6 separate regions of the Mus musculus genome follow, and all the other regions are linked to region 2. The links are chromatin contacts, called in public promoter capture Hi-C maps. All regions are on one chromosome and are shown on one strand. The core of a region is the stretch at or near the end of the contact, and the rest is flanking DNA. Distances in the headings are between cores, read along the strand shown. Region 1 holds the start of Uqcr11 (ubiquinol-cytochrome c reductase, complex III subunit XI). Region 2 holds the start of Lmnb2 (lamin B2). Region 3 holds the start of 4930404N11Rik (RIKEN cDNA 4930404N11 gene). Region 4 holds the start of Btbd2 (BTB (POZ) domain containing 2). Region 5 holds the start of Scamp4 (secretory carrier membrane protein 4). Region 6 holds the start of Atcayos (ataxia, cerebellar, Cayman type, opposite strand).

Evidence for each region. Promoter capture Hi-C pulls out the DNA fragments that hold promoters and counts their contacts. Capture Hi-C pulls out chosen DNA fragments and counts their contacts.
Region 1: a contact with region 2 is called in a promoter capture Hi-C map of liver, with 2.9 times the contacts expected there. The contact joins the promoter of Uqcr11 here to the promoter of Lmnb2 in region 2. A contact is called at or near these places in 5 of 39 promoter capture datasets (embryonic stem cells, hematopoietic stem and progenitor cells, hippocampal neurons and 2 more), 2 of 115 datasets of contacts at active chromatin or transcription factors (embryonic stem cells and microglia) and 2 of 9 other capture datasets (adipose tissue and liver).
Region 3: a contact with region 2 is called in a promoter capture Hi-C map of the SN4741 cell line, with 2.4 times the contacts expected there. The contact joins the promoter of 4930404N11Rik here to the promoter of Lmnb2 in region 2. A contact is called at or near these places in 7 of 39 promoter capture datasets (the SN4741 cell line, cranial neural crest, embryonic stem cells and 3 more) and 1 of 9 other capture datasets (liver).
Region 4: a promoter capture Hi-C map of adipose tissue shows a contact between it and region 2. The contact joins the promoter of Btbd2 here to the promoter of Lmnb2 in region 2. A contact is called at or near these places in 2 of 39 promoter capture datasets (macrophages and maxillary cranial neural crest), 3 of 115 datasets of contacts at active chromatin or transcription factors (embryonic stem cells, microglia and pancreatic cancer cells) and 1 of 9 other capture datasets (adipose tissue).
Region 5: a contact with region 2 is called in a promoter capture Hi-C map of fetal liver, with 2.5 times the contacts expected there. The contact joins the promoter of Scamp4 here to the promoter of Lmnb2 in region 2. A contact is called at or near these places in 8 of 39 promoter capture datasets (the HPC-7 cell line, the SN4741 cell line, fetal liver and 4 more), 2 of 484 Hi-C or Micro-C datasets (embryonic stem cells and uterus), 3 of 115 datasets of contacts at active chromatin or transcription factors (embryonic stem cells, extraembryonic endoderm stem cells and pancreatic cancer cells) and 1 of 9 other capture datasets (adipose tissue).
Region 6: a contact with region 2 is called in a promoter capture Hi-C map of liver, with 3 times the contacts expected there. The contact joins the promoter of Atcayos here to the promoter of Lmnb2 in region 2. A contact is called at or near these places in 4 of 39 promoter capture datasets (embryonic stem cells, liver and neural stem cells), 7 of 484 Hi-C or Micro-C datasets (B cells, the G1E-ER4 cell line, cerebral cortex and 4 more), 4 of 115 datasets of contacts at active chromatin or transcription factors (Th17 cells, bone marrow-derived macrophages, embryonic hindbrain and 1 more) and 4 of 9 other capture datasets (adipose tissue, liver, macrophages and 1 more).

The regions. Positions count from the first base shown.
Region 1 is chr10:80,404,407-80,408,927 of GRCm38.p6, reverse strand. Uqcr11 (ubiquinol-cytochrome c reductase, complex III subunit XI) reads left to right here and starts at 2,107. Exons shown (of 3, transcript NM_025650.2): 1 at 2,107-2,232. The coding sequence starts at 2,183.
Region 2 is chr10:80,915,009-80,919,652 of GRCm38.p6, reverse strand. Lmnb2 (lamin B2) reads left to right here and starts at 1,408. Exons shown (of 12, transcript NM_010722.5): 1 at 1,408-1,689. The coding sequence starts at 1,435.
Region 3 is chr10:81,363,829-81,368,365 of GRCm38.p6, reverse strand. 4930404N11Rik (RIKEN cDNA 4930404N11 gene) reads left to right here and starts at 2,546. Exons shown (of 4, transcript NM_001014836.3): 1 at 2,546-2,662; 2 at 3,386-3,624; 3 at 3,699-3,824; 4 at 4,130-4,342. The coding sequence starts at 2,580. The coding sequence ends at 4,302. Mfsd12 (major facilitator superfamily domain containing 12) reads right to left here. Exons shown (of 10, transcript NM_028657.4): 10 at 2,141-4,537. It overlaps Fzr1 (fizzy and cell division cycle 20 related 1), which reads left to right. Exons shown (of 14, transcript NM_019757.1): 12 at 131-235; 13 at 633-725; 14 at 816-1,487. The coding sequence ends at 857.
Region 4 is chr10:80,654,711-80,659,789 of GRCm38.p6, reverse strand. Btbd2 (BTB (POZ) domain containing 2) reads left to right here and starts at 3,296. Exons shown (of 9, transcript NM_145361.3): 1 at 3,296-3,660. The coding sequence starts at 3,305.
Region 5 is chr10:80,601,092-80,605,682 of GRCm38.p6, reverse strand. It overlaps Scamp4 (secretory carrier membrane protein 4), which reads right to left and starts at 2,801. Exons shown (of 7, transcript NM_019575.4): 1 at 2,734-2,801. Adat3 (adenosine deaminase, tRNA-specific 3) reads right to left here and starts at 2,803. Exons shown (of 2, transcript NM_001100606.1): 1 at 2,734-2,803.
Region 6 is chr10:81,193,390-81,197,990 of GRCm38.p6, reverse strand. It overlaps Atcayos (ataxia, cerebellar, Cayman type, opposite strand), which reads right to left and starts at 3,300. Exons shown (of 3, transcript NR_015477.1): 1 at 3,269-3,300.

The sequences.
Region 1 (4,521 bases), core at 858-3,357, 510 kb after region 2:
CAAGCCTATGCTCCCACAGCTGCCTCCTACATTCTCATCTGTACACTGGTCCTTGGGTCCCCTCCCAAGTATTGTCCCCTTGTTTCAGATCCCAGTGGCATCCTAGTCTCTTGGTAGGATAATGGTGAGACCACCAGGACACACCACAACACTGTTCATGCCTGTTCCATGCTGACCTCTGTCCCCACAAGTTACACTTCCTGAAACACCTCAAAAGCCTCTAGTGAGGAAGATTTTGTTCGGAACCATGGTAACGCCTTGTTATGGCAAATAATCTGTTTACCACTTTGGCTCGGGAACCTGCCACTTCTGGAAGCCATGGGAGGAACAGCTGGAATGAATACAAGACTGCCTTGCCTTATCTCTGCTTTAGTGGCAAACAGGCAGGAGAGTGTGGGATCACCCAGACTTCAGGCTTTTGGGAAGCAATTGACCTGTCTTGGGCCCAAGTGGCTGTGAGTCCCTATGCCCGGGGGTGCATGGCCACCCTCTGACAGTCTCCATCTCCCTGATCTAGACTTACAGAAGTGTAGCTACATCTCTATGAAGTTGGGTCCTCAGGCAACTTACCACTGAGGCCCTCTGCCTTATGACCTTTTTTAAGGTTGCACTGTGTGTGTTTGGCCTGTAGCTTGCCATGCTGGCAAGGCTGGTATTAACTCAGCTCCAGGTCTGTCAGTCTCCCCAGTCCTAAGCATTAAACACGTGGCCACCATACCCAGCTTTGCTTTTTTTAAAGTTTATGGGATGTTTTGTCTGTATATTTATCTGTGCACCACGTGTGTGCAGGCTCTGATGTCAAAAGAGGGCATCAGATCTCCCAGAAATGGAGCTACAAGGGGCTGGGTGCTGCCATGTGGGTGCTGGAAACCAAACCCAACATGAATGAACAGGCAGTGCTCCTAGCCGTACCTGAGACAGGCTTTTGGCTGAACCTGGAGGTGACCAGAGTAGTTCAGCCTTTGGATCCCGTGTCTGTCATCCTATGTTGACAGGGGTTACAAGTGTGGGCCACCACACATGGTTTATGTGGTCCTCATGCTATATGACACACACTTTACCCACTGAACTGTCTCTTCAGCCTGATATCCTTTTGTGTCAACCAGAGGACATGGTCTCCTGAGGGCAAAGAATTTTCCTTGCTCCACAATCCTAAGGGCATGGAACCCCCAACCTAGTAATAAGGCCCGCCCCTGATGTAGCAACTCTGTGGTCTGGTTCTTGGCTAAGGTCAGTGGCATAACTGAACCTACATACATTGGGCCTGTGGGGTCCAGGGCTCCGCAGACACCCATATGCCAGTCGCTGACCATTCAAAAGTGAGGCTGAAGTAACAAGGGACAGACCTTCTATCTAGGCTCCTTCCGGAGGGATGTGTATCTGAGGATGTGCCCGCCTTCTTTCTGCCAGTCAGGGGTGCAGTTAGTGGGTTAGCTGAGTAGTTAAAATGTGCCTGTTCTGGGAGATCAGGCAAAGCAGGGACTTAAGCAGAGAGGGTAACCAATGAGAGTCAGCCTGTGCACCAAAGGTGTCCCATTGCAAAAATCCAAGCAAATGGAGGTTAAGAGGGCACTTGCCATTTGACTGGAGTCCCTCAGCGACTCACCGACAACTTCAAATGTATTCAAAGGTGTGGCCCAACTCGAGCCTTTCCCCTTCAGGGTCTGTGCTCAAGTTCCTCTGGTTTAAATTGATCAAAGATAGGGCTGTGGCTCAGTGGGACGAACGCTCCTCTAGCGTGTCCAAGGCTCTGGGGTCCAGTCCCAGCACTCCCTGTCTACCCCAGGCTTACACTTTAGGAGGTGGAGGCAGGAGTCTGAGGAATTCACGGCCAGCCCTGAATATAGGAGACCCCCATATCAAAAACACCTAAGTATGTGTATTATTAAAGTTATTATCAGATTAGTACTACGTGGTCAAAGTCACACACACTCTCCCCACCCCATCCCCGGTGTTCCAGTGTGCATGGAGCTACTGCTGGGATCCACTGCAACCACAGAACCAGGACAGAAGCGGATCAGTAACGTCTTTCTCTCCTCCCCGGAAGTAGATGTCAATGTCTTCGGCGCCACCCCCGGAAAAGGTGGAGCGATCGCCTTCACGCATGCGCTATACGTCTGCACATGCGTAGTGCTCCAGGGCAGCGGAACGGGGTGACCCTGAGTATTGAGACCCTGCAGCGATGCTGAGCAGGTTTCTAGGCCCGCGCTACCGGGAACTGGCCAGAAACTGGTGAGGAGGTCACCCGCCATTCCACCGTGTGCTCTGGGGACTGGGGAAACCTGAGGCTGTAACAGGCAGAGTATTGCGGGACACAGTGCAGGTGGAAGCTCCGAGGTTAAGCTGCAATCGCCTTCGTTCGGTGTCTGAGGTGCTCCAAGCCTGGGTTTCCCCAGCTTGACCTGGGTAGCCTTGTGTGCGGCTCTGGGTGGGTACCCTGGACTCCTACGGCTCGGAACTCCGACGTGCAGCCTGGCGACTTGCAGCCTTTGGCTTTGATTTTGCAGTCTTTCGTGTACTTCGTTTTTTCGTTTAAACAGTGTTTTTGTAACCCCAAGTTGGTCTGGAACTCCCACCAATCATCCTGCCTCACACTTCTTGAACGCTAGAATAGCGGGCACCCACCCTCACCTGAATGTTTTCTTTGCATGCGTGTCTGTGTACCGTATACGTGCCCAGTATCCAGGTAGGCGAGAAGAGGCCATCGGCTCCCCTGGTACTAGAGCTAGAAATGGTTATGAAGCATGTGGGTGCTGGAAATTGAACCTGGGATCTCTGGGAAAAGGGCCATCTTCTCCAGTTTAATTTTTATTAATAGTTTATTTCCAATTATATGTATATGTGTGGGTTTGTGTGCGTGTAGTACATAGAACCGGTACTACACGCACAGGTGCCGGAAGTCTCCAGAAGATGGTGCTCAGGGTCCATCCACAGCGCCACACAGGGGTTGTCACAGCACTGGGGGTAGAGGGGTGGGGTGGTGGCAGGCAAGAGCCAGGAGTTTATGGCCATCCTCTGATACATAGTGAATTCCAGGTCGGGGTAGGGTACATTGAACCCTGTCTCCATGAATGATGAATGAATGAGTATAGCTATACCATGACTGACCCTTCTGGGTAGGCTGTATGGTATTAGTGGCCGCAGCGGAGGGTGGCATGGATCAGACAGAAGACACCTGCTGGGAGGCCAGGGAGAGGGCTCACCTGTGGGAGATTCCGTTTGTGTGTGAGGCTTGGAGGTGACACTCTGGGTGTCTTAGCAGGGGACAGAGGAGGTAAGGTTCTGGCACTGTTGCTCAGTGGCTGGTATCTTGGTGCTCTGTGTAGTTCAGATTCATGGGCTGTCTACAAACTGTCCACATGGTCCCACTGGGCATAACCAAACAGAGCAGTATCCACATGGTCCCACTGGGCATAACCAAACAGAGCAGCGGATGAACTTTGCCCCCAGTAGCCTGGTCCTGCTGCCCAGGGAAGGGTCTTCTGATGAATCAGCCCCAACTCCCACTCACCTGAGACAAGAATCTCACTGACATCCAGTCCTCGGAAGCCAAGTGCCAGCTGTCACGGTCACATATGCGATGTAACAGGAGTTTACAAGTTTACCACAGTATGTTGCCCATCGTGATAGTGCATGCCTGTAATCCAAAGGCTTGGGAGGCTGAGGCAGGAGGATCACAGGTTCTAGGTGTGCTTAAGTTGCATATTGAGTCTTGTCTCAAAAAACTCTAGGCAAAAAGTAATAATGGCTGTGCTGAGAGTCAAGGACTCAGGCACAGCTCGGCCAAGCTCAGCCAGGCTCAGTTCCCAACCCGTGCCTCGAGCACTCTCCTAGTTTTACTTTCATGTAGGTCTCATGGAACCGGGGCAGGCTTCTAACTCTCTCTGTGACCAGAGATAGCCTTGAACTCATGAACGCACCTGGTTCATGTGCTTGGGATGGAAGCCAGGGCTTCCTGTGTGTCAGGCAAGCTCTCTATCCACTGAGCAACAGCCACAGCCTCCCCTCCACCCTGGTTTTTATGTCATGTATGTGTGTGTGTTGTATTTTATATGTCATGTCTGTGTGTTTGTTGGCACCAGTGCCAGCCACAGTATGTGCATGGAAGTCAGACAGCAGCTTGAAAGTGTGGGTTCCCTACGACCTGGGTTCCAGTGACCATGACAGGCTTGGTAGCAGGGGGCCTTTTCCCTCTGAGCTGGCCTCAAACTCCGAGAGAGTGCTGGGGTTAGGGTTATAGTGTGAGCACTGTGCCTGGTGACCACGTTTTTATTTTTCAAGTAGGATCTCAGTCTGTAGCTTGGGCTGGTTTTGTCTGTAGTTGTTGTTTTGAGACAAGTTTCTCTGTGTAGTCCTAGCTGTCTTGAACTCAGACATCCTCCTCCTGCCTCTGCCTCTCAAGTGCTGGGGTTAAAGGTGAGTGCTAGCCTGCCTGGCCTGTGAATCTGGTTTTGAACTCAAAGCAGCCCTCCTGTCTCAGCCTCCCAAGTCTGGTGGTGGGGGTTATGCAGGACCTCCTGC
Region 2 (4,644 bases), core at 159-2,658:
AGTCCATTATCATTAAGGCAGGAAGCATGGCACCGTCCAGGCAGGCATGGTGCAGGCAGAGCTGAGAGTTCTACATCTTCATCTGAAGGCTGCTAGTGGAAGACTGACTTCGAGGTAGCTAGGGTGAGGGTCTTAGCCCACACCCTCAGTGCCACACCTGCTCCAGCAGGGCCACACCTTCTAATAGTGCCACACACTGGGCCGAGCATATACAAACCATCACACCCTCTGTGTCACGGAGGTTGCCCTTGAGTTCCTGATTCTCTTACCTCCATCTGCCTGGTGCTGAGGTGAGAGCAGGGGGCTCATCCACGGTGCTGGGATAGAAGCCAGGACCTCAGTCAGGCAAACACTCTACACATTGACTCACATTGGTAGCCCTGTGTTTCTGCTATGTTATCCTCAAACTCACCATCCTCCTGCCAGTGCTGGGAAGACAGTAGTGGACATTTGCCTTGTGGCGGCTCTTTTAAAAATTACATTTGTTTACTATGTTCCTGTGTGTGGACACTTTAGCAGAACTTGGCTACTTTGTGGGTTCTTCTTTCTTCCACCCTTTTCTACCCTCTTTCCATCCTTTCAACCCTTAACACTAGATAGGAGGGGGGAAAGGACAGAGAGAAGAGGGGGTGACATTATTGTTAGGCTATTTCCTGTTGATTGGGGGCATTGAGTTCCTTGGAGCAAGTTTGATTTTGCTGTCAGGCTATCTAATTTCTTCTTGTTGTTGTTTCTTCTTTGCACACGACTAGTTAACAAACCGTTACCAACAGAGACCAACCAAAGCCCGTCTTGGGGCCATAACATTTGTATATCTTCTGAAAAGTGTCCATAATTCCTAAGGTCACAATCGCAGAAACTATGTGCAACTGACAAAACCGTGCCTCTGCTAGAGCACGAAGCAAATCATAGTCAGCTGCTGCAGACTATCTGAAGCAGCCCCATATGTGACACCTCTAATTAAAACAAAAACACAAACTCACATATTTCTGTGTTTTTCGAAGAACCCAATTGGAGTCCAGGAGACAATTGTGTGCATTGCTTGTCTTCTCGTATGTAGGGTTCAGCGATCCAAATTCGACCATCAGTTTTGGCAGCAGGTGCCTTTCTACCCTCTGAGGCATCTCACCCACCCTTGCTGTCTTTTTGTTCGATTTGTTCTGCATTTGTTTAATTTATTAATTGATTTCTGTGTGTGCGCTTATGTGGCTTCATGTGTGCATCTGTACACATGTAGAAATCAGAACGCCTCCTCCACCCGCAATCAGGGTAACTGCCAAACCCCGGGTTTTACTGGAAAGCTGGAAACTACATCTCCTGGCATGCCTCGCAAGCTGCCCTGTGGACTACGGCTCCCTGCGTGCTCCGCGCCAAGGAGACTACAAATTCCGGCGCGCTGCGGGCGGCGGCGCCATCTTCCGCGGCGCGGATTGAATGAGCGCGCCGCATTCGGGCAACCGAGGTGATTCTCCCGCCGCCGCCACCTCCGCCATGGCGTCTCTGCCGCCCCACGCGGGGCCCGCCACGCCGCTGTCGCCCACGCGTCTGTCTCGGCTGCAGGAGAAGGAGGAGCTCCGTGAGCTCAACGACCGCCTGGCACACTACATCGACCGTGTCCGCGCGCTGGAGCTGGAGAATGATAGGTTGCTGCTCCGGATCTCCGAGAAGGAGGAGGTGACCACTCGCGAGGTACGTGGGTCGGCACCGGGGACGCGGGGAGCTTGATCCTGGTGATAGGTGAAATGAGCGGAGTCCTGCCCACCCGGGATCCCGGAGACGGTGCATAGAACTAGCTAAGCCCAGCCCACAGGGGACCCGGGGGCTGGTGCACAGCTAGCTGAGTCTTGTTCACTGGGGACTCTGGGGCTGGAATATAAGGGCTAAATACTGCCTACCGGGGACCTCAGTACAGATGCATAACGCTGAAGCCCAGTCCACCGGGGACCCCCAGGGGCAGATGCCGACAGCTAAGTTTTGCTCACCAGGACACCCCAGGGTTGGGTGATAGGCCTGAGCCCTGCCCACCATAGACCCCAGGGACGATTGCAGAGCGCTGAGCGCCGCCCAAGGGGAGGGGAGACACATCTCTTACAGGTGCAAACCGCTAAGCCCCACCCACTGGGGGGACCAGGAACTGGTGCAGGCAGGTAAGTCCCGCCTACCAAAAACCCTAACACAGGTTAAAGTCTGGACGGGGAAGGGGACTAGTGCAGATGGGTCCAAATCCCTCCCATGGGAGGGACTTTAGGGACAAGTGACAGGTGTAAACAATGTTAGTCCCCGCCCCCGAAGCCCCACCCACCCGGGCGCTCTTGAGACAGGTGCTGATGAAGCTAACCTGTGCTCACATGGGGACCCTAAAGGAGACGTGTAGACTGAGGTAAAACTTCAATAAAGCCGGGTCCTAAGGACCTAAGCTTAGCTGAGTGGGATCAGGATGGCTTGTGTGTGTGTGTGTGTGTGTGTGTGTGTGTGTGTGTGTGTGTATGGGTGTGTGTGTGTGTGTGTGGGTGTGTGTGTATGGGTGTGTGTGTGTATGGGTGTGTGTGTGTATGGGTGTGTGTGTATGTGTTTGTGCATGTGGAAGCCAGAGGTCACCTTTGGGTGTTTCCCTCAGTGGTGGCGCACGCTTTTAATCCCAGCACTTGGGAGGCAGAGGCAGGTGGATTTCTGAGTTCGAGGCCAGCATGGTCTACAGAGTGAGTTCCAGGACAGCCAGGGCTACACAGAGAAACCCTGTCTCAAGGACCTTGGGGGACACTTCACATTCCATGAATAGGCAGGAAAGCCCTGCCCACCCAGGGTCATAGGTTTAAAGGACCCTGCCTGATTCCTAAGACACCCCAGAGGTAATGTGCTGAGACTGAGCAAGTCTCCCCAGTTAGGGGCCCATGAGACCCTAGGGGACCCTAAGGAAGTGCTGTCTGGAGGCTGTCCTGGGGAGCTTTGAGGGTCTCTGAGGGAGGAATACCAAGCCTGGCAGACCCAAACCCCTGAGGACCCCAGTGAGGGGTGCTGGGAACCCCTGAGGGAGAGCACCACTCTAGGCAAGACCATCCTTATTCGAGCTGTGGAGATTTGGGGCCCCTGAGGAGAGGTGTTGATCCAGTGTTGATCCCCTTCAGAGGACTCGTGGACTTTTGGGTACCCAGTGTGTAAGGGCGCATTCGGCACAGCCCTGGGAGACCCAGGTGAGAAGGCCATTTGGGGGCTCTCCTGACACTCAGGTTCTAGGGTTTGAGATTGTGAGGGTAATGATTTGGGTGTCACCAATGGACAAGGATAGGAGCTGGGCAGTCTCCACCCACTGTAGGGTCCATGGACATCTTGGGGTACTTCTGCTGAAGGCTTCCAAGGGAAGAGTCCAACAATGAGTGTGTGACTCCTCAGGGACCGGCACAGAGTGGGCCACAGCTTGTTGTGGGACAGGGTGGTTTCACACTGGTACCTGGGGGAGGAGCCATTGGGGCTGCCCCCCCCCCCCCCCCCCCGCAGTGAAAGGCATCTGGAGGGTGTTTGTACCCCACCCTCTTGGGGGAATATGAGGATGGTCTCTAGTCTTTGGTAGGGTAAGACAACTCAAGTCCTTTGAAAGGGGGTGAAGGGTCTTGTTGGGGAGGGGGTGTCAGACAACCGTAGGCTCTTCGTTCTCATAGAACTTTGGATGGGCCCCCGGTGCTCAAGGGCTGTGGGAGTGACGGTCTGAGAAGCCATTCCCTTGTCTTGGAGTTGGCAGGCTGCCTGGGAGGAGGGGTGCTGGAGCCTGGTACCATTTAACCCCAGGGACCATGAAGGTATGGAGGCTTCTTGTGTAAGATCCATAGGGTATCTGGGGACTCAGAGGGGTACTGGCATCTTCAGTACACAGGGCTCTTCCACTGCAACTAGGCTTCATCAGTAGCCTCTCATAGCCTCTCTTCATGGTGCCAAGCCTCAGCTCCTTTGCATGATCCCCACCCCACCACACCCCACCCCCTGTCAGTCCTGGGCCATCAACTGCAGGTGAGACTGAACCTTCACCAATGGCCTTTCATGGCCTCACAGTGCTGAGCTTCAGCTGCTCTGCATGACCCCTTCATGCCTTCAGAATCAGTACCACTGGGTGACTCTTGCACATTACCAAGTCCAGCTGCAGCATACGGTACAACCTTGGCTATCTCTGGCACACAGCTTCTCTGTGCTCTCAGATAACACTTCCCACAAGATGTCACCTCAGTGATGCTGGTCTCTTCTTAATCACTGCTAATGTCTTAGCTCCAGCTAGCCAGCATCAATTGTAGTCCCTTCTATTTTGGACTCTAAAGCCAGAGCCACATGGCCAAAACTGCCGAGTTCTGCTGCTTGCTGGGGCTGAAACATGGCCCTGTGTTCTATTACATCACCAGCTTTCTGTTTTCCAGCCCCTTCACTGCCTAAGCTTGGCCGTTCTGGAACTTGCTCTGTAAACTGACTTTGTACTCAGAGATCTGCATCTCCGGAGCACTGGGATTCAAAGTGGACTTAGTCCACAAAGCCTCGATTTAAGTTTTCCTTCACCTAGAACCCCCTCTGTTCTAGGCTGGCCTTGAACTCAGAGATCTGCGTGTCTTTGCCTGGCTTATATTACCGTGCCTGGACCTAAGCTTAGCTGGGTGGGATCAGGAT
Region 3 (4,537 bases), core at 1,297-3,796, 450 kb before region 2:
CAGTGCATGCATCCTGGTCAGTCCCATCTCTGAGGCACCAGGGGCCTCCAGACTCCCAGGATGCCAATGAGGGAAGCCCACAGGCAATCCCCAGGCCCTCTGCAGCTCTGATGCCTAGTCTCTCCACCAGGTGAGCACACATGGCTACTCACAGAACCAGATCCTCGTGTGGAAGTACCCGTCCCTTACGCAGGTGGCCAAGCTCACTGGCCACTCATATCGTGTCCTCTACCTGGTGAGTGTTGGCCACTGTCGCTGTCAGCATCCTGGGGCTCCATGTGGCAGGCTTGCCTGTGGCTTGCTGGGAGGGTGTTCATCACCTCAGCCTTCCTGCACTAACAAACTGGTGTGTCACCACCAGTGTGTCACCAACCTAGGATTTGGGAAGTGGGGCGAGTCCTGTCTACCAGACCTCACTCACAGGGCATAGGCTCTCCATACAAGTTTCAGTGTCCCCTGGCTGCTGGTACACTTGGATATGACCTGCCAAGTGTGGGAACAGAGGGATCAGCCCAAGCACCGCAGGCCTTGTGCGCCCTAGCCCAGAATCCATGTCCCCTGGCTTTTGTCTGGGTCCCAGAAGCTACCTGTTGCAGCTGGGAAATAGCCAGGTCCTTCTGCCCCTTCTATAGGCCATGTCCCCTGATGGGGAGGCCATAGTCACCGGAGCTGGAGATGAGACCCTGAGGTTCTGGAATGTCTTCAGCAAAACACGCTCTACAAAGGTAACATGGCAGGGTGGTGGGCAAGCCTGCTGTTGTGTCCCTGGGCTCTCACAGCCCTGGCACACAGTCACCTGCATCCCCTGTTCCCAGGAATCTGTGTCTGTGCTCAACCTCTTCACCCGGATCCGATAGACCCCGCAGGCGGGATGTGAAGCCCACAGGCAGAGATGGAGCAGCCAGCATGCATAGGCCTTGCTGTGCCCGCCTTCCCCAGAAGCATCTGGCGGGCGGGAGCCGGAGACCCCAGAGTCTCATTAAATGCCTCATTGTGAGCTGTGGAGCCAGTGTCTGGGACGGGGACATGGGGACCCTCAGCCAGATGGACACTTGCCACCTGTTACCACTGCCCAAGCCATATTGGACACAGCTGAGCAGGAGGCTGAGATCCCATGAAATCCCCAAACCCAGTGTCACCTGGGGACCTGAGCCGTTGTGCCCCTCTCTGCTGCCACTCCAAACCAGAAGACCCTGGGAGGCACTGGCAGGGACCTGGGCCTCTCACCCTGTGACACTCTTAACTGCGTTGACTCTGATTGCATTGCCACCCTTTGTCTGTGTGTGCGCCTTCTGTAACCCCTCCCCGTGGGTGTCAGCTCACCCTGTCCCTAGCCAGCTGCCTTGTCTGCCTCTTCCTGGCTGCCTCTAAGCTTCCTGGGCCTCCCTGTCTTCATACCCCATCTCCACTGCCCCTTGCCTGGGGATTCCCAGTGTGGTGGCTGTGGCCTATGGTGTGTGCACGTGTGTATATATGTATTTGTGACACCTTGGGGTCGGTCTCCTGTGTTTTGTTGCCTTGCCCCAAAACTGCTGATGGCTGGAGAAGCCCCTGGGACACAGTCACTATGGGGTTGGCTGCCTGCAGGCCTGTGGGAGTCATAGCCTTGTGAGCTAAGTGGGTTCTGCACTTAACAGGAGTTTAAGGTTCAGGGCCACCTGCTGCTGTTGACATCTGTACCCAAAAGCAAAATGCCTTTAGATGTGCACTAGTGTCACAGGCCCTTGTGACCTCCTGTTGGTGGAAATCCTGCTGGGCGTGTTCCATATGCAGGGGTAGGTGCAGCCTGCCTTCTGATTCCTGGCTGACCTTCTTGGTGTGTGTGGTTCAGAAGGCACCTGCCCTGGACAGAGCAGCCAGCTGTGACTGTGAAGGCCATGAATGGGAAGGGCTGGTATACAGGTCAGGGTGCAGGTGAGTCAGAGAGTAAGGACCAAAGCCTACAGAGCCAGAACTGCAAGCAGGGAGGGCCTGTGGCTTGGGCTCCCACCCCACAGCAGTGTCCTGGGTAAGTTGGCCAGGACCCTGACTGGAGCAAGCTTAGCATGTTGGTGACCAGAGAGGGGGAGGTGATGTCTGGTGAGAAAACAGGAACCCAAGTGGAGCGCCGCCTATACAGACTGTAAAGGGTTGACTGAGCTATGAGATTGGTTGTTGCTGTTTATTGTCATGAGATACACAGGATGCACTAGCAGAATGAGCAGGCCCTGGGCTCTGCATGTTCAGCGATGCCACCAGTGATCCCAGAGCATTCTCCCCAACCCAAGACTTAGGTATCCACTTCCTTCTGTGGATCTCTAGATCATGGCCCATACTTTGTGGCCTTTGTCACTGTGCCCTTACTTGGATGTGTCTTGAGGACAGAGATGGGGTGGAGACCCACGCTCTAGAGGGCATGACCTCCCGCTGTGGGGCAGGGAGGGGGGAGGGAACACTTTGGGTCCCAGCCCCGCACCAGGAAGTAAGCTGAGGTCTTAGACTGTGGCTGCCCGCTTCCCTGTTGCTGGGATACCTTTGTCCCTGTCAACAATGGCCCCAGGGCCTTGGTGACTAGAGCCTCTGGGCAGGCAGGGCCAGACATGGAAAACGTGAGGCGGGAGGCTACTCGGCCCTCTGTTCCCTCAGGCACCCTTGAACTCTACTTCCCCGACCATCTCTACCGGTGGGTTCCTGCCCTTGGTCCCTTTCTTCACCCAGACCCCAGATCCCCTACCCCTACCAGCAGCTCAGGTGGCTGGGATGGAGGTATGCAAGGGTTGTAAGTTAGGCATTTGCACACACCCACTCCCAAGCAGACAGGTGCTGCCACTCATACTCCCAAGCAGAGGGGTCTATTGATTCTCCTGTCTACAGGTGCTGCAGTGGCAGCCATGTGCCTGAATGCCCTCCCTTTTTAGATTCTTGTGTGTATCCCGAGCTGTTCATAAGCCCACAGAGATCCTCCTGCCTTGGCACACTTAGTGTCGCCACCCACACCTAGCAGAAAAGTCCCATTTCATAGGTCTGCTCACACTTGGGCCTTCCATGGTGCTGATGACAGGCCACCTCACGTGGGTCCCTTGCAAGCCCCACTCCTGCAGCCTGCATGGCCTCCCATGCATGCACCATCTGTGGGGAGTTACAGGCTAGGCACACCCTTGGTCCCTCCTTCCCCCAACAGCCATAAGTGGCTCAAGGCTGAGGCAGGATTGCTGCCAGGTCAACACTGACAACTGCCTCAAACAGGGCCATTCTCGGCTACAAGATATAGACTGCAGGTGGGAAAGTGCACAGAGGAGATGGGTAGAAGGGGATGACTCTCACCCAGCACCTTGGCAAAGAGTTGGGACAGGAAAGCTGGCTGGGACCAGCAGGACGCCCTGGCTCAGTCCCCACCCTCCCTCAGCAATGACTACGTGTCCCTGGAGGGGCCCCGTTGGGCGCCGGCCATCAAACAAGCCGTGCGCTGGAAATTCACGCCCATGGGACGGGATGCGGCCGGCCAGGTGTGGTTCACCGGCCTGACCAACTCAGAACCTGGTGATGCCTGGTACAAGCTGCCCCGTGCTCTTGACACTCCGTACCGCGAGGCCCACACGCGTTGGCACGGCTGCTTTCAGAGTCGCCAGCGTGGCCTGCCGCCCGGTGAGTATCCCACCTCCGGTCGTGCACACCCGTGGGTCTCAAACTGACACCCTCCCTTCCGTGCCTCCCCGCAGCCTACACACAGCACTTGCGGGAGATGGCCTTCTGGGACCCCGCGATAACCGCGCAGTATCTCAACTCAGGCCCGCGCTGGGGGTGCATGCAGTGGAGGGACAGGCAAATCCGTGGCAAGGAGTTCGGTGAGCTGAGGGGATGCGGACAGGAGGGGGCCGGGGGTAGTACTGCACGTGGGTCACTCCACTCTCGGAGGCAGAGATAGGGGGATTTTTGGTCCCGGAGGCAGCCTGGGCTAGCTAGTGTCAAAAGAAAACAATATTAAAAAAAAAAAAAAACGAAAAAATAAGGAGGGCTAGGCCAGCAATGGGCAGAGGTGCGGGAGCGCAGGATGGGCGTGGCCTGGTGGGCTCGGTCAGCATAAGGATTTGGGAGCCCCCCCCCCACCCCCGGCCCCGCAGCTGCAGAGCTCGTCCGGTCCTGTCCGCAGTGGTCACCAGGAACCAGTTCGGGGCAAAGCTGCCCTGGCGGTCCGACTATGTGCCGCTCCTGTCGCTGCCACAGCGGCCGCGCTTCACCGCGCAGGACTTCAGACAGCGGGGCCTGCAGCGGCCCTGCCCGGCCATCGGCCAGCCTCCTCCGGCTTTCACACCCGCGCTCTGATAAAGCCGTGCTACCGACCCGTGTGTCCGTGTCCCCGTAAGCCAGGTGATCTCTCCCACGTGCAGCCCGGGCATGTGTCCCCTACAGCCTCCCGGTAGGCTGGTGCATCCCTGTCAAAAGTGGGGCGAGGCACAACGGGCCCCTAGGGCTCACTCAGCAAGCTTGGCCGGGTACACCCACCCGCAGGCCGTGCCCTCTGATCCTGAGCAGGTTGGGGAGGGGGCAGGGTGTCTGC
Region 4 (5,079 bases), core at 2,047-4,546, 260 kb after region 2:
CAGGACAGCCAGGACTGCACAGAGAAACCCTGTCTCGAAAACCAAAACCAAAACCAAAAGACTAATTGTTTTTCTAATTCTATTCTATCATGGATGTTTTGTTTTCTGTGTTAAATGAATGCATTAAAACGAATTCCACACTGATCGTGTAATTCTAACACAAAGAAGCTCTGCAGCTTCCGATCCGAATGCCTGCTCTGACTCTATACTGTCCTACTTGTAGAGTTGTACAGACTTCGTTCCGTCTGCTTAATTTTGGTATGTAAGGTTTTAATTTATTTGTAAGTATTTAAAATATATAATAAAGTTTATTTATAAAAAAGCAAAACTAAAACCCGGGAAAGCAGAGAGCACGTTGGTGTAGTGCTCCCTCTAGCGGCCATGAGTTGGGCTGATTACAGGATAGAAGAGAAGACTCTGGAATTCACAAACACCCTTTAAAGACGTTGGCAATGGCCTGGAGGAGGTGGTGGTCTTTAATTAAAGGCGTGCTGCCTGTAATCACAGCGCTAGGGAGGCAGAGGCAAGAGGATCTTTGAATTCCAGGCCAGCCTGGGCTACAGAGGTTGTTCAAGGACAGCCAGGGGGCTGTAAACCCTTGTCTCAAAAAAACAACGACGAAACAAACCAAAAAAAGTGGTGGGCAATGAAGCCTGAAATTCTGCCACATGGGAAAGTGAGAGGTTTGCTCTGAGCCTACAGAGAGACACCTTCTGTGAAAAGAGCAGAGGTATAATGATTCCTATTAGTGATGCACCTCAGGGGTGGAGCCCTGCCTAGAATCCCCCAATGAGGAGCGGATGTGGGGCATGGTCAGGGGTGGAGCTCTGGCTAGAATTTAGCTCTGCCTTGAGTTCCACACCCATCTCTTCCACAGATGATCAAAGTCTGCACCCTAAAAATAAGGAAGAAACACAAAGGTTCTTTAAAGGGAGGAGGAACGAGCATAAAAGGAATGTTCCGGGGTCACAGAATCAGGCTGCTGTTTGAAGTGGGCTAACGGCCTAGACATTTTCCTGCCCATGCATCCTGTGCTTTCTGTGGCCTATTACGTTTGTGTTTTTCTCTTTGAATACTGTCTTAAGAAGGTTACTTGTCCTAATGTCAGGTCTGTCTGTCCAATTGTTCAGTTTCAATCTGTGTTCACATATGGAGCATCTTGCCCGCCTCATGAAGTGGGGATTCTAGGTTTCCAAAGATGTCCCCCGGGATCGCAGGACCTCTGTGTGTGTGAGTGTGTGTGTGTGTGTGTGTGTGTGTGTGTGTGTGTGTGTGTTCATGCGCGTGCGTGTAACCCTCGCTGTCCTGGAGCTTGCTATGTAGACCAGGCTGACGTCATACTCACAGAGGTCTGCCTACGTCTCTGCCTGCAAGTGCTGGAACTAAAGGCATGTATCACCACACTCTGGGCAGAATTTACAAGCATGCATCTAATGCTGCCACCATGTGTGTACTAGGACATTCCGTTTACAATCCTTTCCTGTCCACTGCTAACTGGCTGTGAACCCCCTGACTGTCCCAGTGATCAAATCAGGCTTGTCATAAGCACTTCAAGAGCAAAGTCCCTAATGGCAGGTGTTTAAAGATGGCGGCCTAGGAGAGCTGCCTCAACTCCCAGCCTTTGGCTACAAATAACAGAAAAACAGAGCAGACTTGCCCAGAACAGTAAAGACATTTATTAGCTGTCAGGACAAAAGGCCCTGAGCTATTGCGGCTTGCAGGCAAGGCCTGATCCAGGCTGTTGAAATCTGTTTGGATGGTTTATCCTCGTGCTAGGATTCTTTCTTCACTTTTATTGGTCCCTCTGCTGAGCCTGTTTCCAGATGAGATTCGTGAGACTCAGGACTAAGCCAGTCAGTCCCTGTTAATTAACCTGTGGAAACAAAGCTTGCCCTCCTTCCTCTCTTCCCCTTCTGCCTCCCTGAGTAGCTTTGTCCACCTTTGAATTTGTGATCCTCCTGCCTCAGGCTCCCAGTGCTAGGATGGCAGGTGTTGCCCACCATGCCCAGATACATAGTAATTCCTGCCCCTCCTCCAGTCTCTCCTTCCTCAGGCCTGGCCTGTCCTCTCCTCCTCTTTGTACCTTACCCCTCACTCCACTTCTTTCCCTTTCTGGGTTCACAGTCTAGTTTGGGCTCTTTTTATTATGGTTATTATTATTATTATTATTATTATTTTTTTTTTTTTGAGACAGAGTTTCTCTGTGTAGGCTGTCCTGGAACTCACTCTGTAGACCAGACTGGCCTAGAGCTCAGAAATTCGCCTGCCTCTGCCTCCAAAGTGCTGGGATTAAAGGAGCGCGCCATCACTGCCCAGCTAGTTTGGGTTCTTAATGTCCTACAGCCTAAGGCAGAGCCGGGATTGGCTAGGTTCAGGGGCTCAGGAGCATTGTGTGGGTGGGATCAAGGGCCTGAGACCTCAACATCCTCACTTCCTTCTGTTCCTCTCCGTTTCTCCTAACCTTCCCGCATTCACCATCTTCAAAGGCCTGTCCTTCTTCCTTTTTCCCTCCATCCCTATTCCTCTGTCGGCTTCCATCTAGACCCTGTGGCCCCGCCCTCTAGCCCCGGGGTGCTCAGATGCACCACGCCCCTTCACCTCAAGTCTGGGCCTCTTTCCTCCACTGTGTGATCTCCTCCTCCTCCTCCCCTCCCCTCCCCTCCCCTCCCCATGCTGTCTTTCCTGCTTCTTTCCTCTGTCTGTCCTTTACCTCTCCATGCCTTCCCTGCCTCTCCTCATCCTTCTCCTCCTGCCCTTGCTCGAATCCAGGGATGGCCTGCGCCTCCATGGCCCGGACTACCTCCCCTACCTCCTGTCTCTGCTCCTCCCCCGTTACCACATCCTTCTCTTTCCTCCCATTCAACCCCTCCTGTTGCCCTCCTCTCTGTCCCAGTATCCATTTCTCCCTCTCATTTCTCTCGGTCCCTTTTTCCTCTGTTTCCCCTTCTCCTTCCTCCTCTGGCATTTCGGGGCCCTCCTCTTCCTTGTCTCACCAATCCTGGGCCTAGCCCTGCCACGCCCATCCTCCCTCCCCTCCTCTCTACGCTCACAATCGCTTCTCCATCTTCCTCTCCTCCCTCCCTCCCTCTCTCCCTCCCCGTTTCCCTTTCCAATCCATCCTCCTCCCTAGCCTTGCCCTTTCTTCCCCCTTCCCGTCCTCCCGTTGGCTCCTCCCTTTTTGTCTCCTCCCCTCGCCCCTCTCAGGTCTCGGCTCTCTTTAGCCCCGCCCCTCCCTTCCTCCTCTCAAACGCCCCGCCCCATGACCACGCCCTCCGTGGCTCCGCCCCCGCGCCGCAGCGACAAGATGGCGGCGGGCGGCAGCGGGCGCGCGTCTTGCCCGCCGGGGGTCGGGGCCGGCGCGGGCAGCCTGGGTCCCAGTGCTAACGCGGCCGCCGCCCCCAGCAACGCCGCTGCCTGCGCCCCGGTGCCTCCGCCGCCCCCGTCCCCGCCGCCTGGGCCCGGGACTGACGCGCAGGCCGTGGGCGACGAGCGCGACGACGCGGGCCCAGGCGCGCTGCTGCGCGAGCCCGTGTACAACTGGCAGGCCACCAAGCCCACGGTGCAGGAGCGCTTCGCCTTCCTCTTCAACAACGAGGTGCTGTGCGACGTGCACTTCCTGGTGGGCAAGGGGCTCAGCTCGCAGCGCGTCCCCGCGCACAGGTGGGCCGCCGGGACGCGCCCGGACCCTGCAACCCCAGACCCTGCATCCCCAGACCCTGAACCCCACCCAGACCCTGCACCCCAGGAACCAGCACCCTGAAACCCTGCGCCCTACCCGGGACCGTTCATCACAGACCATGCACTCCACCTGGACCCCGCACACTCTAAACCCCGTAGTCCACTCAGAGCCTGCACCCCCCCATTCTGTTCCCCCACCCGGATCCTGCACTTCACCTGGACCCCGCACCCCATGAACCAGCACCTTAGAACCCTGCACTCAAGACCTTGAACTCCACCCAAGACTGCACCTCAGACCTGCACCCCTATCCAGGCCCTGCATCCCAGGATCCTGCATCCCAAATCCTGCAGTCAGACCTTGCAGTCTGCTTGAACCCTTCATCCCAACCCTAATCCCAAGAGCCTGGACTGCACCCAGATTCTTTATTCCTAGATATTGCACCCCAGACCTTGCATCCTAGAACCCTGCACCCCAAGAATCTGCATTCCACCCAGGATCATGTACCTCAGACTCTACACCCCACCCAGACCTTTCACCACCCCTGGACCCTGAATCTGGAGCCTCAGGCTCTTACCTTAGGATTCCTGACCCCTTCACCTGAACCTGGTTCCCACAACCCCCTTCCCCCACAGTGTACTTCCTAAACATGGGAACCTGGAGGTTCTGTTGGGTCCTGCCTGCCTTGAACCTGGTTCTAGGGCCATTTCATTTTATCCTTAGGTTCTGCTCCGTTCTATCCTGGATCCTCTCTGCTCTCTGAATCCATTAGTCACCCCAACATTCCTCCAGCTTATCCAGTTCTAGGGCCCCCTCCGTCCCCACCCATGACCCCTTAGATCCCCTTCTTACCCCATGTTCACACCTCACACCATCTAACCTACTGGCCCCATCAGAGACCCTTGCCTCTTGTTCCTCCAGCACTGGGCTTCCAGCCTGTCTGAGCCATCACCCCCAGACCTCACCATGGCCACGATGAGTTGAGCTCTTTGGGAGTGGGCAAGGGTCTGGCACAGCCTCAGAAAGGATTGAGGCCTTTTGCGAGTTCTGTGCAAGCTGTGGTAGCGTGTACCGCCTGCCAGTGCGGTTCTTGGCACATGACCTTTATGACCATGTGGGGTAGCTTGTCCAGCTTGATGGCAGGAATGGGGAATGTGGACGTGGGTGTGTGTGTGTAGCCCTCTGGGAAAGAGAGAAGTGGTCTCTTGCTGGAGGGGCAGAGGTGAGGGGAAGTGTTGACTCAGAGGTCTCTCACTCAGGTGGGGGCCGGAGCAAGAAGAATGGGGATGTTGTAGCCCCTTTACAGCTTGTGGAGAGTTGGGGGGGGGGGGCTTCACAGGTGGTACGGTGGGCAGTGGAGGACTTGGCTTCCAAGTGGCTGAGGTTTCTTAGTGGTGCTGTGG
Region 5 (4,591 bases), core at 1,552-4,051, 320 kb after region 2:
CCAAAAACACAACAACAAAACCAAAACAAACAAAAATCCAGAACGGCTGCTGACATGCTTTGGTGGCTTCAAGACCTCAGGCCTATAGTGAAAAGGAGGTGAGTTCTGCCTGCTGTGTGGGGAGTGGACCTGTCTAGTGCAGCCCATGAGAGAACAGCCTCATGGGCCCTTGAATAGGTGAGACCTGCAGAGGATGTGGCCATAGCACATGCAGATCCTGGCTCTGGCCCCGGGGCTGTTGGGCATTAGCATTCCAAACTGCTAAATGTCCCATTTTCTACAGTGAATATATATATGGGAGAATGGGGTTCAGGTAGACTGACAGTGTCCCTGACCCCAGGTGGCTTCTATGGGACATGACCATGGTGATCTACCTGATAACACACACCTGTCAGAACCTGGGGCAGAAGCAGGAAGATGGCTGTAAGTTGGAGGCCAGCCAGTCAGTGCTACAGAGCAAGACCCCATCTCAACCCTCTGAATCCCCAGAAATAGGTGGTGGCAGGCCTATGATGCACCCTAGAAGAATGCAGACCCTGCCAAGAGAGGCAGGCACGTGCCCATGACCTGTTTCCAGTGTGCTCAGTCAACCCACTTCCTGCTTCAGTGGGCTAGCCTGGGAACCTGGCTATCCACTGCACCTGAGCTTTCAGTCAATGCTCATGGCCTGCTGTGCAAGCACCCGGATAAAGCCTGAGCTGACAGCCACCACCACCACCACCACCACCACCACGCTGTTCCACACAGGAGAAAAGCCAGGCTCCCCAGACGCCCAGCGGAGAAAAGGTTGTGGGAGCAGAGCCTCTTGGGCCTCAGAGGCTTCTCCTTGCTCAGTCAGAGCTAGACAGGGCAGGATGGCAAATCTGAGGAGGAAGGCACCACCACCTGCCATCCGGTTCCTGCTACCGAACCCTCTCGCCATCCTTAGTCCTCAGATCATTGGCTTGGCTGACAGCTAGCTCCTTCCCACACCTTGCCGTGACAACTAACCATAACCTACAGGCGATTAGGGTCAAGCAATCCTGGGAGCAGCGCAGCAGGAGGGGATGGGGTATAGCTCAATGGTGGGAATCTGCCTGCCCTGCTCAAACCCTGAGGTAAATACAGAGCACCAAACAAACGAGAAGGAAATAGGGGAGAAAAGAAAAAAGTGCCCACGAGGCGACCTGCAGGGCTACCTGACCATCATCATACCCACATCCTGGCACCCCCACCAATGTCTACCTGGCCACAGGAACCTATGCGATGGACTCAGGTACATCTGTTGGCTTTCAGGGCTCACCCAGCTGCCCAGGTCAACACTGAATGTCTCTATGGGCTAACTAGAGAGTCACGGGTGCCACTAGGAGTCCTGAGACTAAGAAGGGAGAACAGCACCAAGGGTGTCTGAGATCCTGGTGTCACCATGGCTGCCCCTGCAAAGGCCCCATGGCAGGCAGAGCCCATGAAGGGCGTGGTGACATCTGGCTTCCCCAGGGCATACACCACGCCTACAACGCACAGCGCCTGACTGGGCTACAAAGCGCCACTGTCTCCAGGGCAGAAGACACAGCTTTGTTTGTCCCCTCAAGACTAGACAACAAGGGACACAGAAAGATGGATGCCTTGGGGACAGATGACAGCCTGGGCTTATGGGCCTCTGGAGAGGAGTTTAATAGCTATAGGATGGTAGCCAATGCTTGGCCAAAGGGGCCCTTCATGTTCATTGCAATTGTGGCCTGTTATTCCCTTGTTTTAGGTGACAGGTGCCCACTGTACACCAGCATGGGAACAGGTTTGAAAGGGGCTCCTTGTACCACAGACAAGGACCTGCGGTCCAGCAGACACTTCCCACCTCTGAGGAACCACACGCCCTCTGCATTCAACAACTGCAGGCAAACAATGGGCCTTGGGTCCTGGGTATAGGGTCCAAAAGAATGGGACCGTGGCTGGACAGACTACAAGGATCAGGTCTGGAAGCTCAGGCCTGAAATACAAGTCACTCAATAAGCCACTAGATGGGAGTTCGGGGCCAGCTTCAGCGGTACAGGAAACTTCCAAAATAAAAAAAATGAAGTGGGCTCGGGGTAGAGCTCAGCAGTGCTGAGCCTACCTATGTCCACCAGTGAGGGACTGAAGCTTAGGTTAGGGCCCCTTGTGAGGGGATGGGGTGTGGCGCAGGGGTAGAGTCCCTGCCTGGAATCATCCATTTAAGGGCTGGGTACAAAGATTAGCGAAAGCTCCTGGAATCCACTTCTGAAGGGAGGGGAAGGGGATCAGTAGTCCAGTGCCAGTCTAATATAACCAAAGTCCAGGATTCGATCCCTGGTACCACCAAGATACCCCAAGAAACCCCATAGGGTACAAGAGCTTAAAGGGAAACTGCACACCTGCTGTAAGGATGGTGGATAAGATAACCCTGAGGCAGGGGACTGTGATGACCCGGAACATACAACCGGAAGCAGCTGGAAATCACAGGGTTTCCGGAATCAGAAGTAGGGTACACGCGTGCGCCGCAAACCAACGGCATAGGGCGCGGTGGGCGAAAAGCCCTGTGCACACGCGTACTAGCGTTGACTACTCGCGCACGCGTACTCCCACCGCCTCCCGGGACGCGCACAACCCTCTCAGGCTACGCGGTCTGTCCCGATAAGGCCTTCTTTCCCTGTCCACCGCCCTTGCCTTGTCACCATCTCCGGTGCCCCATGGCGGATTCGGAACGGCGAAAGCCGAACCCCTACGGCGGCTGCTCACCTGAGGGACACCCGAGCGAACGCCACGCTTATCCAAGTCCTAGCAACCGGGCCGCCACGCCTGCCACCGCGGGGCACCACGGGAGCGTAGTTCCATGGGCGGGGCCTGCGCGATGCGACTACATTTCCCTTAAGGCCGTGCGCGTGGCTGCTTCACAAGGCCTTGCTGAGTCTAGGGGGTTTTCTTATGTGTGCTGCAGCGAGTAGAATACTGTGGTTTGAGATCCTGGGATGGCACTGAACTCGGCCCCTTTGTGACACTTTGAGACATCAGCAGAGAGAAGACTTGAGGCAGAAGGAGACTCTATGGCCATTAGTCACTCAAAGAGCATCTGCCATCATACTTCTGTAAAGTCCCATGTTGCTGGTGAACAATCACTTTTACTGCTTGGAAAGTGACTGTAGTCTGAAGTTTTAGGTCCACTCAGGCCCTCATTCTCCTCATCTGTACATGGGTGAAACAGATATGTGAACTTCTGAATAAGTCTGGGGCTGGGGCTGTTCATGGAGTGTTTTCCTAGCACCCAGGAGAACCTGGATTCCATACATAGCATTCCTCATGGCACAAGCTGGTCATGCCTGCACTCTGGGGGTGGATACAAGAGAACAAAAGTTCAAGATGGTTGGGGCGAGGGCCTTTAACCCCAGCACTTGGGAGGCAGAGGCAGGCAAATCACTGGGAGTTCCAGGACAGATCCTGTCTTTAAAAAACAAAAACAAAAGATGAAGAAAATAAATGAACAAGTAATAGAGGCAGGAGAGATGACCTAACATTAATACCTTTTAGTTAATTATTGTTTTAGATAAAGAGTTTCACAGTGTAGCTTTATCTGCCCAACATGTCATTCCCAGGCCAGAGTCCCTGAGTCTCTCCCAGGGTCCTTCTTCCTCTGTGGCTTAGGACATAAACAGCAGATTGCCTGGCTGAGCCCTGACCAGCAGGAAGGTAGAAAGTGGCACCAGAGAGCCTGGGGTTGGCTCCAGGATCAACCTGTTTGCAATCTTCTAGGCCTGTCTGCCAAACACAATCTTTCTGGAATAAGGAATGCCTTGTGACCAGCTTATCAGAGCAGAGTAGGTCCCATGAGTTTGGTGTATGGCTGCTTGCAAGACAGATAAGTGGGAGATTAGTGTGGATATGACCAGCATTACAAAGCTAGAACCCAAGCCGGGTGGTGGTGGTCCACGCCTTTAATCCCAGCACTTGGAAGGCAGAGGCAGGCAGATTTCTGAGTTCGAGGCCAGCCTGGTCTATAGAGTGAGTTCCAGGACAGCCAGGGCTATACAGAGAAACCCTGTCTCGAAAAACAAACAAAAAAACGAAGCTAGAACCCTTAGGTACAGTGTCTGGCTTCTAGGAAGCCATGTGAACCAAGGGTCTTGGGAAGAAAACCAAGTTTTGGGTCATCACACCAAAACAGGGCCACCAGGAAACCCATGTTGTTTCTTTAATATTTTTTGACTAAGCCCAGGTCCATAGAAATGCTAGGCCAGGAGCTGTAGAGATGGCTCTGTGGCTGAGAGCACTGGCTGATCTTCCAGAGGATGAAGGTTCAGATCCTAGCACCCACATGGTGGCTCACAGCCATCCCTAACTGCAATTCCAGGAAGTCTGATGCCTTTTAAAACCTCTGTGTGCACAAGGCACATACATACACAAAGGCAAGGCACTGATATAAATATTTTTAAAAATGCTCTGCCAGGGTTAGAAAGGCAGTTTGCCAATGGGGAACCCTGATTGCTATCCCAGAAGAACCTGATGTGAGTCCCTGCACCCACATGGTGGCTTACAACCATCTGTAACTCCAGCTTCAAGGAACCAAATGACTTCTCCTGGCCTCGATGGGTGCTAGGCTGGC
Region 6 (4,601 bases), core at 2,051-4,550, 280 kb before region 2:
TCCTTTTCCCCTGAGACAAGGTTTCTCTGTGTAGCCCTGGCTGTCCTGGAATTCACTCTGGCCTTGAAATCAGAGATCTGTCTGCTTCCCTTCAGAGTGTGGGGTTAAAGGCGTGTGCTATCAACGTCTGGCTCTTGAATTCCACTTTCTAACACTTGAGTTTTACCTTCAAACTTAAGGGTATTTTGTTTTGCTTTGGGATGGGGCTCCTGTACTCATTTCTATTTCTCTTGTCATGCTGCCCCAATCAATATTAGTGAGACCTGCCTTCTGCGTGACAGATGTGGGGTGTCCCCACACCCACAGGTAGCAATGCAGACATCTGTCATCTCCCCAGCTGTAGAAGTCCTGTGACCAACGTGAGGAGCTTCCCTGTAGGGTCGCAGCGTCAAGGTTAAGCAGAGGCTGAAAGCACAGGACTGGAACAGGGTTTATGCTTGCCAAACCCAGGCCTTTGTCCCAGGCACAACTGTGGCCAGACTCATCTGCTGGTCACGTCCCCCAAAATAGTTCAGCATGAGACAGGGACATAAGGGAGATGACTTCAAGGCAGCCAGAGCCTGGCCACTCAGGCACCGTAGACATGATTCATAGAATAAAGAATGAACTTGGGGCTGGAAGGATGGCTCAGTGGCTGCTCTTGCAGAGGACGGGAATCAGTCTCCAACACCCTCAGGGTGGCTCACATGCACTTGTAATTCCAGCTCCAGAGGACATCTTTCCGGCCCCTGTGGGTACTGCACACATGTGGTACACAGACAAAAATGCAGGCAAAATATCTATACACCTAATGAAAAAAAAAAGTAAAAAATAAACTGGGGGCAGCAAGAGGGCCCAGTAGGTAAAGGAGCTTGCTGCCAAGTCTGATGACATGAGTTCCATCTTCAAGGCCCTTATGGGAGAAGAAGGAAACCATTCCTACAAGGTATCCACTGACCTCTACACATGTGCTGTGGCATGTTCACGTGCCCCCCCCACACACACACATGTACACACCAATGTAATATGAACATTTTAAATGCTGGGACCAGCATCAGAGTCACTGGCTTGCCCAGTCTCCCCAGAACATCCCATGTCCTCAGGGACCCCACCCTCGGCTCACCAGGCGGGTGCACCTGTGTCGGGATGGGTTTATTGCGTGTTCCAGAGGCCTGGGATGACTCAGAAGAGGTAGGTTTCTGACCCGTGTTCTGTCTGTCAAGCAGAGCCTTGCCAAGAAGCCCTGCCCTTGGGGCCTCCTTTGGGTCCTAGCATGCTGGGGAAAGCCCCTCGAAGCCTTTCCAGAGGGACAGAAGGTTCCAGGGTCACCTGCCTACCCCAACCTTCTCCTAGCAAGCTGGCCAAGCCGAGGCCTCTGCTGGCCTCTGTTAGTGACGTGTGCCTCTCCCACCCACTCAGAGAGAAGCAAGCTCCCCCACAAACACTCCAGACATTACCAGCATCCCTAACTGGGCCATAGGACGGTCCAGGACAGACACAGGACACCCTGACATTGACGCCCAGAGGAACAGTGTATAAAATGGATTCCTCTACATGGCTAAGAATACTGAGGCTCAGGGAAGATGGAGTCCCTTGTCCAAGGTCTGTCACAAAAAAAGGTGGATTAGAGCTGGGCATTCTGACATATCTACCAACCCAGCACTCACTTGGAGGTGGAGGCAGGAGGATCAAAATTTCAAGGTCATCTGTGGCTACATAGTGAGTTGGAGCTACATGAGACTCTGTCTCAACAAACAAACAAACAAAAACCTCAGGTTGGTGATTGTGTCCTCGTGAAGGTTCTCGGTGGGGGCTGGGGACAAGTGTCACATTGGGGGAGCTCCAGACACAGAGTGGGACACTACTCAGCACCTTCCAGAATGCCCCACACAGAACACCCAGCCAGACATCCCCACAAAATGAGCTCAAGGTTCCTCTGTCTCCCGTATGGGTTACCGTGCTGATAGGGACACTCACAAGCCCCAGAGCCAGCAGTGGGGCCTCGTGGCTGACCCCTCAGCTCTATTGTCCCCAGATCCTGAAGAACTTGGCCTGTGGGACCTAGCAGAGCATAAGGTCCCCTGCCTGGCTGGATTTCCAGACTCCATACAGACACTGCTGTGCCTCAGTTGAGTTGAGTCCTAGGGATTCTGACCAAGGTCCCCACGCACTCGAGACAAACACTTTATCCACCGAACCAGATTCTCAGCTTTTCTTGTTGACTCTCCTGCCCCACACTTAACCCTAGGACTGTGACCTCACCAAAACCCACACACCCCAAGTCCTAATAACCACACCCAGAGACTGAGGTGATAGTGGTGGTTTGCTCAGGACCTGGAGATGGGTGACAGGCAGCCCTCCCCACCCTGTGCTGTCCTATCCCTGCACTGACACCTGTCACAGACATCAGCCAGCGCTCAGCGGAACACTCAGTCAGCACTTAGACCCCAGGGCCCCACCTGGTCCAACACTGTCACCTGCAAAGGTCACTGCTCTCCAGACCTCAGGTCTCCAAGGGCCAGGGAAGAGATGGGCATCCTGGACACTAAGTGGAAGATCAGCCAAAGCCAGAGGGGAGGGGCTGACAGGAGCCAGAAGTCACTAGTGGTGGGTGTCCCCAGGTCATCCACCCTACCCCCACACACCACCATGCACCCGGTGACTGCAAGTTGTCTGGAAAGGAACTTCTCATCTCCTCGTCTCTCCAGCCATCAGGAGTAGGTCTGCAGTAATGGGTCACAGGTGGAATTTGGGGACACACCTTGGGTTTATGCATGTGGGACAGCCACAAAATCCCTTTAGCCAGGAGTTGTGGTGCGTGTCTTTGATCCCAGCGCTCAGGAGGCAGAGAGAAGAGGATTTCCCTGAGTCCAGGGCCAGCCTGGACATATCAAGTTCCAGGACAGGCAGGGCTACAGAGACCCTACCTCAAAAAAAAAAAAAAAATGGCTTTGGCTTTGAACTACAGAGAAGTTCAGGGAGCTGCATACCCAGAGGAGAACTGAGTTTGGGGACACAGAGAGTCCCCTCTTTGATCCCCCAGCTCTTCACCACCCACACCAAGACACACATGCATTCTTGGGGGTCACTTGGGTAGGATGGGATGTCCCTGGCTCTGCACCCTTTAGATGACAGCTCCTCCTGCCCGCTGTCCCACAAGCCTTCGGGACCAGCAGGGTCTGTGTTTCACTCATCCTTCGTTTTAACACAATTCTTTGACTTTTGGGGTCATTTCTGCCGCAGGAAGCCTGGGTGAGGGCCAAGGAGGGGAGATGGTTGGCGTACTTACTTTTGTTTAAGATCTCAGGGGTTGAAGGAGCCGCTTGGGGTTGGCGTGCTCGGCTTTATAGACACGACGCCGGCTCCCCGCCAGGTTATTAATAGCGAGGGAGCTGCTTGCCCTAGTATGGTCAAGAGCTGAGCGACCGCGAACGTGGCTAGGCCCGGTCTGCTACGTGCACCTGTTCCAGGCTGTGACGGGGGTGGGGGGTTGGGTCGGGTGGAGGTGGGGGCGGGATGGCGCACAGCAGTGCCCTCTGACCTACAAGAGGCTAAACCCGAGGGAGCTTGTGGGGAGGTACGAACTAGACCACAAACACAGATCAAGGATACATAGTGAAAGCCTGTCTCAAAAACGTATAAATGCGTCAATTAACTGATTAAGACTCAACTCAGGGGGCCTTGCTACTAAGCCCCAGACGTCTGACAAGGCTCATAACTTGGGGTGTCTGGTTACCAGCTTTGGAGACACAAGAACTCATTGGCCCCTGGAGTTTAAAGCGGGTTGAGAAGCCACAGGGGTTTGTCAGCTGTGTCGGCCCTATCAGCTGTCGTCAGCGTTACCTGAAGCCACGAGCCCGTCCTCACTAACCGGGTGAAGCCCTGATACGGAAACAGAAACCTGGTGCACACACCCGGAGCCGGCATTCTCCGGTCCCCCATTCCAGCTTGAACCTATCTGTTCTATATCATTCCTCTTCTGCCTACAGCTCAGCCCCACCTTCGTTCAATTTAGCTAACAGACCAATCTTCCCAAATAACGCTCCATTTCTGGGTCCCGAGGATGCTCTATTACACGTTCATATTTTTGTAAAATGTGGGCTTATCGGGAAAGCTCGTGAAGGGGCCTATGGCAACAGCTTTAAAAAAATTATTTATTTTATGTATATGAGTACACTGTAGCTGTCTTCAGACACACCAGAAGAGGGCATCAGATCCCATTATAAATGGTTGTGAGCCACCATGTGGTTGCTGGGAATTGAACTCAGGACCCCTGGAAGAGCAGTCAGTGCTCTTAACAGCTGAGCCATCTCTCCAGTCACTTTTTTTTTTTTGAGATGGGTTTTTAGGTGTAGTCCTGGAACTCACTCTGTAGACCAGGATGACCTTGAATTCACAAATCCGGATCCCCAGGCCTTTGCCATCCCACATGGCTTCTCTATGAGCTTGTGTCTGTGCATCATGTGCACGCCCCATGCCCATAGACAGCGGAAGGTGTTGGATCCCAGAATCTTGACCTACAGGTGGTTAAGCTGCCATAGGGTGTGGGACTCAGAGAGGGCAGCCAGCATTCAGACTTTGGAACCTGGCCTGGCTCTCTCCTGCCGCCTCACAGTGGCTGT